Linked DNA regions of Sus scrofa: region 2 is linked to region 1. A link is a contact called in public HiChIP or PLAC-seq data. All regions are on one chromosome and are shown on one strand. Each heading gives the region's core, a stretch centred on a gene start, on an enhancer-like site or on the middle of the called end of the contact. The rest is flanking DNA. Distances are from core to core; before and after follow the strand shown.

Evidence for each region. HiChIP or PLAC-seq counts read pairs in DNA pulled down with a chosen protein or histone mark.
Region 2: a contact with region 1 is called in an H3K27ac HiChIP or PLAC-seq map of alveolar macrophages. The contact joins the promoter of FLOT1 here to the promoter of MRPS18B in region 1. A contact is called at or near these places in 1 of 5 promoter capture datasets (fetal liver), 16 of 47 Hi-C or Micro-C datasets (adipocytes, alveolar macrophages, blood and 9 more) and 2 of 2 datasets of contacts at active chromatin or transcription factors (alveolar macrophages and skeletal muscle).

What each region holds. Positions count from the first base shown.
Region 1 is chr7:23,164,195-23,171,162 of Sscrofa11.1, reverse strand. MRPS18B (mitochondrial ribosomal protein S18B) reads right to left here and starts at 4,849. Exons shown (of 7, transcript NM_001123140.1): 1 at 4,772-4,849; 2 at 3,512-3,620; 3 at 3,307-3,404; 4 at 3,111-3,179; 5 at 1,412-1,478. The coding sequence starts at 4,849. It also overlaps a transcript of PPP1R10 not described here.
Region 2 is chr7:23,259,950-23,267,055 of Sscrofa11.1, reverse strand. It overlaps FLOT1 (flotillin 1), which reads left to right and starts at 2,458. Exons shown (of 12, transcript NM_001128483.1): 1 at 2,458-2,500; 2 at 2,787-2,862; 3 at 2,949-3,039; 4 at 3,264-3,407; 5 at 3,761-3,880; 6 at 3,969-4,064; 7 at 4,274-4,426. The coding sequence starts at 2,458. It overlaps IER3 (radiation-inducible immediate-early gene IEX-1), which reads left to right and starts at 151. Exons shown (of 2, transcript XM_001927551.4): 1 at 151-466; 2 at 563-1,496. The coding sequence starts at 188. The coding sequence ends at 754.

The DNA.
Region 1 (6,968 bases), core at 3,600-6,099:
AAGGTGATCTGAGAAAGTAGCAAAATAGTTCCTTCAGCTTTTTACGGCTTGACTATAAAACTCTTAAAACTCGGGAGTTTCTAGCATGGCTCAATTGTTAACGAATCCGACTAGGAACCATGAGGTTGTGGGTTCCATCCCTGGCCTTGCTCAGTGGGTTAAGGATCTGGCATTTCTGTAAGCTATGGTGTAGGTTGCAGAGGCGGCTCAGACCTGGTATTGCTGTGCCTGTGGCATAGGCTGGCTGCTACAGCTCCGATTAGCCTGGGAACCTCCATATGGCACGGGTGTGGCCCTGGAAAAGACCAAAGACAAAAATAAATAAATAAATAAAATTCTTAAAACTCCTTGACAAACCAACCTCCACTGAGCATGCTACCACCCCACAAAAGGGTTGATTCCAATTATTCTTTGCAAATTTATTTTGCTTTGGAGCAGGTGTTGATAAAATATTTCTGGACAAGGCCATGTATTTTAGGGCATATATTATAGTCTGTCTCAGCTCAACTCTGCCATTGCAGCCTGGGAAGAGTTGCAGACAATATGAAAATAAATGGACATGGAATTTCCTTGTGGCACAGCAGGTTAAGGATCTGATGATATCCTCGCAGGGACTTGGGTTGCTGCTGTGACGTGGGATTGATTCCTGGCCTGAGAACTTCCACATCCTGCAGTGCAGCCAAAAAAAAAGAGAAAGAAAGAAAGAAAGAGGGAGTTCCCGAAGTGGTGCAGCAGAAATGAATCCAACTAGGAACCATGATGTTGCAGGTTTGATCCCTGGCCTTGCTCAGTGGGTTAAGGCTGTGAGCTGTGGTGTAGGTTGCAGACGTGGCTTGGATCTCATGTTGCTGTGGCTGTGGCTGTGGTGTAGGCTGCCAGCTGTAGCTTCAATTAGACCCCCAGCCTGAGAACCTCCATATGCCGCAGGTGTGGCCCTAAGAAGTCAAAAAAGGAAGGAAGGAAAAGAACAGAATAAAACATAGCAGTGAATGAGATTTAGCCTGTAGCTGTACTTAGGCAATAGATATAATCTTGAAATTTTAAGTTTACAATCCCAAATTTGGGAAATCTCATTGAACTGTCAACAGAGCGCATAAAAGTACCTCTGTGATAGTCAATTATGAGAAAGGCTTCTTAAAAGTGAAAAGACTATAAAAAGGAAACAATCACTACCATTCATCTTTGAAGAGCTGCATTTCGATGGTTTGCTTATGTTGATAACTGCCTCTGCCTTTGGCCCACATGTAACTGTTTTAGCATGAGTATCCACAATAGGCTAACATCTCAGAAGGTTCCAGCATACTTTTTATGCCATTAGTAGGAGCCACCAAACAAATACTTGTCGTCTTAATAAATACAAGAACTGCTGTAACGAAGGCTATTCTGGTGGGGACGGGGATGATGGGCTCACCTGTGTACGGGGCATGGAAGATGATACCCGTGTGGGCGCAGACAAACTGCTCCAAGAGCTTCACGTTCTGTAGGGAAAAGTGGTGGAGAAACAAGAGAGGGAAGGGAAGGCAGCAAAACAGACATTTAGAGACTGACAGGGCACAGTCCCTGCACACCCGCCCAGAGGACCTGGACCCTGCTCTGTCTCTCCAGGTGCTGCCCTCCTTCAATGTCCAGTTTTAGCCCCATTCGCTTACTGAACACACTTGCAAACTTCCCCCTTTCCTGGCCTTTCAACCCTTTTATGTGCACATCAGACACTCTGTCACTAAGACTCACATAGAATTCTCTTCTGCAGGGGTTAGGGTCTAACATCGGCCCCTCATGCAACAAATTAGGGACAGTCTTGGCAAATCCATGAAATCACCCATAAAATGTAGTACATGTTATAAGGTGCATTTATAAATGATTAATGTATACAAAAGTATGCCTTGGCGTTCCCTTCGTGGCTCAGCGGTTAATGCACCCAATTAGGATCCATGAGGATGCGAGTGTGATCCCAGGCCTCGCTCAGTGGGCTAAGGATCCAGCTATGAGCTATGGTGTAGGTTGCTCAAATCCCGAGGTGCTGTGGCTGTGGCATAGGCCGGCAGCTATAGCTCCAATTTAATCCCTAGCCTGGGAACTTCCATAGACATGGGTGTGGCCCTAAAAAGCAAGCAAACAAACAAAAACTATGCCTTATGTAATTTATTTATTTACTAAGATTAGTTAAAAAGGTTTAATTACTAGAATGATTCTCAGCCAGCAATTAATCACAGGTGGTGAGATTCCCAAAGAAAAAGCAGGTTTACTTGTGGAGTGGGATAGCAAGCAGAATCATCTGCACTATTCAACCTTTCTCCCTTAGCCAGGCAGCTTACTATAAACTGTATACAGATGGTTATAGTTTGTACACAGCTGAAACTGAGAAGTAGCTCCTGGACTCCTCTACAACCTGCTTCTGAAGGAGCCTGACAGCAGTCAGACACCCCCTTCTGCTGACTGACACACAAATGCCCTCCAACTCCCCTGACGACCTTCTTAATACTTCTAAGCCCTGCAAACTCAGACGAGCACGTTTCCATTATCATAAGGTTTTTGAATCCTTTAAGGAACAGGTCCTGTCCTTCTCACACTGAAGTGTCTTTCTTTTTTTTTTAACATAACTGACTGTACCTTGCTTCATGTACCTGCCCTCCAGCCCCTAGTCTCCAGCATGCCACCGACAAAATAAAGAAAACCTCAGAGAAAGAACTAGTCCAATCTACTTGCTGCTAACTGTGATGTATAAAAATGAAGCCTTGGGTGTAGCCCTCCCATTAGAAACGAGTATTTCTCTTGCTTGCCAATTTAGACTATAAATTTCATAGGCAAGGGATGAAGGTTTCTTTTTTAATAGTGGATGAAGCTTTTTAGTATAACCCATAGCAGAGAGCAAAGGCTAGAAGAAGGAATGTTTCATATTGCCGGAAAGTCAATATAAAATGGACTTTGGGCACTCTGCTATACAGCAGAAACTGACACACTGTAAATCAACTATGCTTAAAACAAAAACAAACAAAAAACAAAAAAAACCCAAAAAACTTTAGTGGCACCAGGACATGAAGAGTGAGGGGTACCTAAGGTAATCTCTCTAGCACTCTAGGTCTTTATTCTGGAGAAAAGACTCTCCTTACCCTAAAGTCGACGTGCAACTTCTGATCCCGGCAGATGGGGCAGGGATTCCCAGCAACTTTATTTCCCCGCTGTAGAGAGAAGAAACTGGCAGGTGAAGATGTTCAAAGCCTTGTCTGAAAAAGTGCAGCTACCACTGCGGCTATAGCCTTCAGCCCCACTCCACATCCCATCCATGTGTCACCTTCAGAAACTCACAATACACATCTTTCGAGTCCGCTGTGGGGGTATTCCACCTTTGTGGTTGCGACGGTAGTCAGCCCAGACAGGGCGAGAACCATAGCGGTTCTGGTATTCTGAAATGAAAGGCCACTTAAGTCATGTCTGGGTGCAGGTGGTGGGGGGCATCTCTGTCCCTTTATTTCAGACCTGACTTGCCCTCCCCTCCCCCATGAAGAAGTACCTTCTGAGTCCAGATATTTCCAGGGTTCATCTTTATAAGGGGAAATGGGAACCTGGGGCAAAGAATCATCCTCAGGGGGAGCTTTGGTGCAAAGAGTCTGGAGGAGAACCTATAGAAGGAGAGTGGAAATGAGACAGTGAGTTCAAGGAGAAACCTGACTGGTTAGCTGCCAACAGTTCAGGGAGAAAAAGAATCTATACCCACTATGTTAATGAAATATATATGAAAGGTAGCGTTGGGTGGGGGGGTTAAGTTGACATCATTAACCACCAGTCTCCCTACTGTAACTGGATCTTCAGAGAAAGAGTCATGTTGGAGGGTAACTAGATAGCTGATGGGGAGGCAAATTTATTTGAGAAAACAACTCAAAAACGTGGCACATATAAGATACTCTGTCCTTTCTGGGACAGACCGAGTCTAGTGGAGAAAAAGGGAGAATGTCTTATCTTCTTGGAGTTAAGATGAATGGCAGGAAGGAAATGCAAAGACAGATGAATCTCCACTCAATCCGATCCTGAATCACTGAGTTGCCCAGCCTTATAAAAAGTTGAAGGTCAACATTCCATAGGACAGAATAAACTTGAGTCCTAACGCTACCTTTAAAGCTACCAGGCCTATAATTAACTCTGTGGTGACCCTTGTCACCAATTTTTAGTCCCACTGTAGGGAGTGGCAGCTGGGCTAAGCCTTCCCATCTCGCCCTGCCCCGCTAAGAATCTGCCCTGCCAAGAACCTCCAGGGGGGTAAGTACGTGAGGCTGGAGGGAAACCTCGACCCAAAGTTAAGCTCATGTATGCTCTGATGAGAAACTGATTCAGTGACATAAAGAGAGCCGAGACACTGGTCCCCAGGTCGTGAGAATGTGTCCTGGCTTTATTAGGCTATAGCAGGGCTGGTAGAAGTTAGTGTCTGTCCCTCAACCCAAAGACCTTACTGGGCATCGCAGATTTAGACATCGTCTGAACAGTTCACAGCTGGTTTGTGTTATGACCAAGGGGTTCATTCCATCTCTTAATTATTTAATCGAGATGGAAACTAGGGAAGAGGATACCATCCAACCCTGGCTCTTCACCCTCGACTCGAAATAAGAAAATGCGCGCAGTATCGAGGAACGAGAAGGGAAGAGAGTGGTGGAAGTAAAGCATTGCCTTGACAGCAATCGGGAAGCTCTCCGCTCCTGGATTCCCAGAAGTGGAGCGACAACCTAGAGAAAGTACAGTTTAAGTTTTGGGTTGTACAAAACGTGCTCCAAGGAGTTACCTGAACTCCGTAGGCACCTCTGAAGGGCGAAACGCCAGGAAGGCGCCTCAGCAACACGTTCAATATGGAGGCAGCCATCTTGACGTACGCCCAAAGCAGGAAAGGCTAGAAAGGCGACTGCGCATGCACCTGGAAACTGACTGGGGGTAGGGCCAAGGACGCGCCCGCAGTGCGGAAGACGGCCGCGCATCTGCGTCAAGACGGAAACGAGAAAGGGGGGCCATAAGGAGAAGGCAATTTCAACTGCGTCACAATCGAATTCGGCCTCAAAATTGCGTTTTTGCGGCACCAGTCACTACGATTCTTAGACCTCATTCTTCGAGTTTGTCTTGTAAGCAATTTTGAAGGAGATTTTGACCGAGATTCTCTCACTGCGCATGCGCCGGTCCGATTCTACCAACCCAGGGTGAGAAATGGTCTCGAGGGCGGAAGTGGTGGAAGCAGAGGAAAGGGAGGTGCTAGGCCGCCCGGTCACGCGCACGCGTTAGCGGGCCAGGAAGGAGGCGGAAGAGGGTGCCCAGGGGAAGGGGCTGAGCGAAGCCGAAGACAGGCTAGCCAATCAGCTGGCGAGTTGTCTTTCTGGTTGGCCAATGAACTCACGCCTCGCGCACAATGTCTCGCGACAAGGGCGCTTCACTGGCACGTTTGCGCGCGTTGGGCGGCGTCCGGGTATAAAAGACTCCGCCCGAGCGGGCAGCCGCCATTCTGGGGTTCGTTTAGAGGTAAGTTTCGCCTTTTTGTCGGTTGGAGGGTGACATTTTTGGCCTGGGAAACGGGTTCGGCCTAGGCTCAGTTGGGAGCCATGACTTGTGTTAAGCGGCTGTTTTCGGGATGGGACACAGAGGTGTTTGAGGGCAACAAAAACGGTATTTTGGGGCGTTTCCGAGCAACCCGTATTGATTGTATCTTTCTCCCTTTTGTTCCTTTTATCCCAGGTTTGAATTTTCTCGGAGAAAGACAGGCCAGCCACGAGGAAAAAAGAAACAAGCCGCAGCAACATCTAAGCCCTTGAAAGGATCCTGAGAGAGGGGGGAAAGGGAAAACAGCAGCCACCAGCCCAACCACTTGTGTCTTCTGCCCCTTCCCACCTATCTTGCCCACCCCACCAGCCCACGCTGCTTGGGACTTGAAATTGTGGCCGAAGGACCGTCACCACATAACTTCAAAAATAATCAACCACCCTCCCTTCCCAAACCCACTCAAATTCACTCATCCAGCGTTTACTTTTTTGAATCCACTCAGAACTTTTTTTCTACGACCCCCCTCCCTAAATGGAGTTGGGTGGGGGGGGAAATGAATACTGAGTTGGCCTTTATTTTTTTTAAAGAGACTTTTTGATCCAATGAGGCCCCGCAAATAATTGAGTTTTGGGTCCTGGTTGGTTGTTTTATTTTTTTCTCTAAAATTTTAACCCCCTCCCCCCCTGAGCCCGAGGTGCTGACGTCGCAAAAAAATTGGATAGTAAGTGTCGAATTTTCAAAAACCAGCCTTGCAACAAGAAATCAACGTTTCCCGTTGTGAAACCAAAAATAATGAGAGGACGAAATGAGACCATAGAACAAATAGAGAACTGGAGAAGGACCGATCCGGTCGCTTAATCTCCATTAAAAGGGCCTTTGGGTCTTAACAGTGGTGTTCTCTCCTCTACCACCTACCTCTTCCCTGCCCTGGTGCGGGCAAGGAGAGGGTGGAGGGAGGGCCAGCAAGTTAGGATTTTGATGGTTAACCCTTGGTAATCCAGCCAATTTCCAGACTGCCAAAGCCATAAGTGTTTACTTTTTTATAAAGAGGAATGGTTACCTTCCTCTCGTTAGCTGCAGTCTTCAAAAGGGTTAATGAGCTCACATACAAAAGATGGTGGATCTTGTGGCCCAGAAGTCCCACTTCTTTGTGTGTGAGACAAGCAGGGCGCCTTTCAATTTGCCAGATTAATAAGCAATCTGTACATAAAGATTGCAGGGTAAGGAGATGGGCAGAGAAATAGTAGTTGACTATGACTTTAAATGATTGTTAACTCCTCTCAATTTTGATGTAATTTGCTTGGGGTATATTTGTGTGCTTAATATAGGTGGCAATCTAGGAATAAAGATTGCAAGACACTTAATTCAGGGCAAAATATAGTCTTAGTGCCAATACATACAAGATAATAGTTGGGGAGGTAAAAAATGTCTTGTAATTGTTGCAGATTGCATAGGTT
Region 2 (7,106 bases), core at 1,209-3,708, 98 kb before region 1:
TACATGTCCCCACATGTGTCCACAGCCCGGGATTTCACCCGCCTCCACTCACAACTCACAACACACACTTGAGGCCTTCCTTGACCCTGGCCAACTCTCCACCCCCTCCCTTTGCTTAACCGTCGGAATTTCCAGCCGCCCGGCCAACCGCTCTCAGCCGCGGGTGGAGTTGAGTAAGGGCCCGCCCATGCTCGAGTACATAACTGGCGCGGCGGGGCTGTGGGGCCAGTCGTCCTTCTGTTCAGCTCGGCGCACAATGTGTCACTCTCGCAGCTCTCTCCCTACCATGACCATCCTGCGGGCCCCGACCCCGGCCCCCTCCACCAGCCCGGTGCCCCGGCGAGGCTCTGGTCCCGAGATATTCACCTTCGATCCTCTCCCGGAGCCCGCGGTGGCCCCCGCCGCGCGCCCCAGCGCCTCCCGCGGGCTCCGAAAGCGCAGCCGTCGGGTCCTCTACCCACGAGTGGTGAGTGTCGGCGAAGCGGACAGCCCGGGGGAAGAGCAGGGTAAACCACTGGATGCCGGGGCCCTGACCTAACCCCCTTTTGTCATCTCCCCTCAGGTCCGGCGCCAGCTGCCAGTCGAGGATCCGAACCCTGCCAAAAAGCTACTCTTTCTCCTGCTTACCATCGTCTTCTGTCAGATCCTGATGGCTGAAGAGGGTGTGTCGGCACCCCTGGCCCCTGAAGACACCCCCAGCGCCCCATCCCCCGCGCCCACCGCTGCGCCCCCAGTTCTTGAGCCCTTAATCTGACCTCGGAGCCCTCGGACTACGCTTTGGACCTCAGCACTTTTCTCCAGCAACACCCAGCCGCTTTCTAACCCTGACTGCCCACACCCCCAAAAGAATCTGAAAACACAAGGAAACACCGGGTGTACCTGGTGCGCAAGAGCGTATCCCAAACTGGGACTCCTGAGGCAACTCACACTCAGAACACTACAGCGGAGACGCCCGCCCTGGGAGCCTGGGAGAGACAGGCACCGACACGCTGGGGCTGGGCCGGATGGGGAGGAAGACTGTTGTTAATTTATTTCTCATTGCTCCTAATAATATTTATATGTATTTATGTATGTCCCCCTAGGTGATGGAGGGGGGCACCTAATATTTATTTTAACTTATGCTGCGGAGCGAGATGTGCTCCCTGCTGCAAGTGCAGATCTCTGGGTATTTATTGAGTTCTGTGGGATTGGTGGAGGCAAGCACCAGAACTGAGGGAGGGTGGGAGAGGGATGGAGAAAACTCGGGTCCGGGCTGGGAATCGAAGACGGTGGTGGGTCCTAGGTTTAGCGGGTGACACTTTAGGTCCTCCAGCATCTGAACTCTCGGCTCTACTATGTGAGGCTTCGGGGGACCGTGGAAATATTGTCCTTGGCCTTCGATCTCCTTGAAGTTGCCCCCAAGGGGTGGCTGCGGGGGTGAGTGGGCTGTCAGAGGGCGGCTGTGGGGTCGCCCAGTATGTTCTGTGAACACAAATAAACTTGATTTACTGTCAACAGTCATGTGAGTGTCTCTGCAAGCGGTGATGCCCACTCCTCATAGACTTCAGGCTCCAGGGCCGGGCGGGAGGAGCCACGACCACATCCCCAGAGGGCTCTCCTCCCGGGGGCCCTGGGCTCCCGCCCCGAGACTCGAGGCTCGGAACCCAGCATCCGGTGACCGGATGCTGTCGTTCGTTGCCCAGTCTGCGGTATTCCCAGTTAGTTTCTGCGGGGCAAATCCGAGATGAGTCAATCTCTCACCCCGGGGTGCGGGACACACGAAGGTCACGTCCCGCGCGCTGGGGCGGAGCGTGGGGAGGGGCGTGAGGCGGGGCTCCCAGTCCCACTCGTGGCTCGCTCGGCCGCAGGGGTGGGCGGGGAACTTGCGAGCTGCGGGCCGGAGCAGGGCCTGCCGGGAAAGGGGCGGGCCGAGCGCCGGGGGCGGGTGGGGTGCTGCGGGGGGCGGGGTCGTGTCTGCCGCAGCAACAGGGTGTGGCCGGGTAGGGGGCGCGGGCGCCAAGCCAGATCCCGCTTCTTGAAAGGCCTTGCGCGAGCTTCCCCTGCTTCGCGCACGGGTCCCTTGCGCGCCCCCGCCCTGCCAGGGACCCCTGCCCGGCCGCCGCCTGCGTCCAGGAAGGTAGTTGGGGGAGGGGAGATGGAGTCGGGCTGCGGAGGAGCGGGGAGGGTGGTGCAAGGGTCTGGGGGCCTTTAGGGGCTGGGAGAAGGGAGAAACAGTCATTTCTGAAGGTGGGGCAGGGACAGCAAGGGGCAGGGAGCAGGCAGTCGCTGGGGATCTGCGAAATTGCACAGGGAAAAAGCCTTAGCGGATCCATGGGTGAGGAAGCGACTGGGCCGCTGCGGCCACAGACTGGGCGGGACTGCCAGGGAAAAGGAAGAGGTTTACTCCTGTGTACTCCACGGCGCCCCTTCCGATCTGCAAAGGCTTTCTATCCCCCTCCTCCAGCTCCACCTTGAGCCATGTTTTTCACCTGTGGCCCAAACGAGGCCATGGTGGTCTCTGGTAAGTATTGTTCTCATCTCATCTAGTGACCCGCACCCCCCTCCGTCCCTGCAGAGGCCCCTTCCTCCTCTCCCTACCAGCTCCCCAGCGCCAAGCCTTCCGCCCACACCACCCCTCACGGCTGCAAGCGATACCCTTCCAAGGCCCAGGCTCCCCGCCCCCTGCCCCGCCCGCTCCCGGATTTCCTCGTGGGGATGCCCCCCCGCCCTTGCCCAGTTCTCTCTTCCACGTTCCAGCTCTACTTTGGCCACCAGCCACCACAGCCCACTGCCTCTCGACCTTCCAGGTTTCTGCCGGAGCCCCCCAGTCATGGTGGCTGGAGGTCGTGTCTTTGTCCTGCCCTGCATCCAGCAAATCCAGAGGTAGGTGAGAGGAGAACTAAGGAAAGGGAACCCTTGTCTTCTCTCTTTCCTCCTTTTCACACTGTTCACTCCTTCTTTTTCCCTAGGATCTCTCTCAACACATTGACTCTCAATGTCAAGAGTGAAAAGGTTTACACTCGCCATGGGGTCCCCATCTCAGTCACTGGCATTGCCCAGGTGAGGCTTTCAGAGCCTTTCCCTCAAAGCCTACTCCCCTGTCACTTTCTCTATCCCCAGACGTTAAGATTCTTCTGACCGTGGCTTTCCCAACCTCTGCAGATGAGAAATGTCTCCACTTCTCCAGTGACTCCCAAGGCACCTGACTTCTCCCCACTTTTCTCCCAGCTTCCCCCTGGCTTCATGAGACCTTTAGGTTATCCCTAACCGTATTTTGGCTACAGGTGAAAATCCAGGGCCAGAACAAGGAGATGTTGGCGGCTGCCTGCCAGATGTTCCTGGGGAAGACGGAGGCTGAGATTGCCCACATCGCACTGGAGACGCTGGAGGGCCACCAGAGGGCTATCATGGCCCACATGACTGTGGAGGTGGGCCTGAGGGCCCGGAAAGATCTGTAAAGGATGCTGGGGTGGGAGTGGGGGGTTAAGGACTGAGCTAACCTGTAGGAGACAGTGGCCAGGGGATCCGAGCACTTACGTTCCTCCTTCCCTCTCTCGTGTCTTTTTTGTTTGTTTTTGCTTTTTAGGGCTTCGTAAGGAAGTTCCCGGGCTAGGGGTGGAATCAGAGCTACCACTGCCGGCCTACACCACAGCCACAGCAATGCTGGGTGCTTAACCCACTGAGTGAGGCCAGGGATCAAGGCCTAATTTTCATGGATACTAGTCGGTCTCATTACCCCTGAGCCACAACAGAACATCCACCTCTCTTCCTGTTATCCTAGGAAATCTATAAGGACAGGCAGAAATTCTCTGAGCAAGTTTTCAAAGTGGCCTCCTCAGACCTGGTCAACATGGGCATCAGCGTGGTCAGCTACACCCTGAAGGACATTCACGATGATCAGGTAAACCCAGGCAGTGGCTCCTCTCCACAGCCCTGCCCCCATCTCCTAAACCCTCCCAAGGACTCTGATTTCTCCATTGCTCCCACAGGACTATTTGCACTCCTTGGGGAAGGCCCGAACAGCTCAAGTCCAAAAAGATGCTCGGATTGGGGAAGCAGAGGCCAAGAGAGATGCTGGGATCCGGGTGAGAGAGACGGGGTCACTTGGTCACTACGGGCTTATTGAGTATCTGGTGGGAGAGGGGGCAGCATGGAGGCTAGAAGAGTGGGGGCAGCGAGGATATAGATGAGGCCAGGTGTGGGGCAAAGATGGGGAGCTTGTTGGAGAGCAGACTCTCTCCCCGGGGCCTTCCTCTTCCTACTCTGACTCCCTTCCTGATCTCTGCATGGACAGGAGGCCAAAGCCAAGCAGGAAAAGGTGTCTGCTCAATACCTGAGTGAGATCGAGATGGCCAAGGCGCAGAGGGACTACGAGCTGAAGAAGGCTGCCTATGACATCGAGGTCAACACCCGGCGAGCGCAGGCTGACCTGGCCTATCAGCTTCAGGTCAGAGCCACCATGCTGGCCCAATGGCCGGCTGGACTTCACCCCCAACCCGTTCTTCTCAGGCCGCCACTCTTTCTCATATTCTAACTCCAGTTCCCTTATTCTGGCCCTCCACTTCTGACCCAGCTCCTCCATATGAGGAAGATTTAAAAGACCTAAACATTTCAACTGAAAAGCAGTGAAAAAGCCTAGAAAGAGTATCATTGGTAGGGCTGATGACAGGCTTGGGGCTGGTTGTGCCCTGTGCACAGGCACCTGGATGAGGGCATGAACCAGAGCTAAGATCCAGCCCATGCTCCACGCACCAAGCTGTGCTTCGGGCCTGGGTCAGTGGGCCTGCATCCAGTTAGAGGAAAGGGGTGCCTTTTTCTAACTTGCTCAGGGTACTCCAGGGGCTCACAGCAGCCCTGGTGACCACGGAAGGGTGTGAGGAAGAAAAACATGGACTTGGGCTTTGAATCCACCAAGTGAGACTCGGGGCCCTTGATGATGCAGGGAGGTGTAGTCAGTCCTCATCACTTTCCGATCCTGTGCTGGAGAGTTTGCTCATGGCTAACATTTATTGGTTACTCCCAGAATCAGTACTCTTTGTACTCATGGCCATTTGCAGACAGGCAGAGTGGAGAAAAATTGGAGTTGCCTCATGTGTGCTTCCTAGTTGAGGTTGAACAAAAAGATGGTCTGCCCTCTTGTTTCAGCTCATGCTGTAAACAGTGTCATTGTCACAGTATATTCATTGCCACATTTTCTGCCCTTCTGTGGTCTTTGTTGGTGATCTCACAGTTTAAAATACCCCACGCCTAGTGCTGAAGTGCCGCTGTTCTAAATGAAAGAAGGCTGTGATGTGCCTGATGGAGAAAACGTGTGTGTTAGATAAGCTGCTTTCAGGCCCGAGTTATAGTGGTATTGGCTGTGAGTTCATTGTTAATCAACAATGTAAGCATGTGGTGTCTCTAAGCAGAAATATACAAAAAATAAGGGTATGTTTTGCTCTGTTGATGAAAATGTTATGACCAGAGGCCCATAGGAACCTAACTTTGTATTTTCCATTGGAACAAAATAAGCATTATTGATTCAGTATAATTAATTCATGGCTACTTTATAAAACAAATACCATGAATAACAAACATCAGCTGTATTTTGGGAGTTCCCTTAGTAGCTCAGCGGTAACAAACCCAACTGGTATCCATGAGGACGTAGGTTCAATCCCTGGCCTCACTCAGTGGGTTAAGGATCCAGCGTTGCCGTGAGCTATGGCATAGGTTGACTGGGAACCTCCATATGCCACAGATCTGGTTCTAAAAAGACAAAAAAAAAAAAAAAAAATTAACTTTAAGGCCTTTACCCAAAGGATCGCAATATTCTGAAATTCATTTTTGGCAGCAGTTGGTACAGGCTGAAAGCATAAAGTGCAACACACCTTTAGTTATAATGTTAAATCTCAGATGGCTTGACAGGTACCTGAGTGTGGCTGTGGCCTAGTGCTTTGCAACTCGAAGGATGCTCTGGTCCGCTTCTGGGCAGCATCAGCATCACTGGGGAGCTTGTTAGAAACACAAAATCTGAGGCTCCAGCCCAACTGATCAAGTCAGAATCTGCATTGTAACAAAATTCCTAGATGATTCATGTACACATTGGAGTTTGAGAAGCATTAACAGAGGAAACTACTAGTCTGGGTGGATAAGGCCCTAAACCTTCTCAACATGGCTTCCCTTGATTGCAAATCAAAGAGTTGGGGTGGCTTGGGTTCTGTCAGCTTTTATCAGCCTCTCATTTTGTGCCAGGCTTTGTGCTAGGAACTGGGGAAATAAGGATTTATTCAACAGATATCTATTAAGTGCCTACTGTGTGCCAGGTATTGTTTTGGGGGTAAGGGTATAAGTGTGAATGAGACAATAAGATGCCTGACTTCATCGAGCTTTATGTTATAGTACAGGAAACAACCAGTAAGCAAATAAGTTGGCTTCACAGGCTCTAATTAAGGTGTTTCAGTGCTCTGAAGGAAGTAAACGGGTGTACTCTATTAGGTCGGGGTGATCAGAGAAAGCTTCAGTGAGGAAGCGGTATGTAATAAACCCCGATGGTGAGAAAGAGCCGGCACTGTGAAGAGCTGGGGCTGTAATTTCCTTGCGGCACAGCGGGTTTAGGGTCCCGCATTGCTGCAGCTGCAGCACAGGTGGTTCAATCCCTGGCCTGGGAACTTCCACATGCTGCAGGTGGGGGGGTGGGGGAGTTTGTGGGCCAAGAACATTCGTCCGGTGCTGTTCAAATAGAATGTTCTGTGATGATGGAAATGCTCTATATCTGTGCTGTGATGTTGAGTACTTGTAATGTGGCTCAGGTGACTGAGAAACTGAATTTTAAAATTAAATAGCTAAGGGAGTTCCCGTCGTGGCTCAGTGGTTAACGAATCTAAGAACCATGAGGTTTTGGGTCCGATCCCTGGCCTTGCTCAGTGGGTTAAGAATCCGGCGTTGTTGTGAGCTGTGGTGTAGGTTGCAGACTCGGCTTGGATCCCGCGTTGCTGTGGCTGTGGTGTAGGCTTGGCAGCTACAGCTCCGATTAGACCCCTACCCTGGAAACCTCCGTATGCCGTGGGTGTGGCCCTAGAAAAGGCAAAAAGACAAAATAAATAAATAAAATAAAATAGCTAAAGTGGCAAATGGCTAGGCAGGAGTCC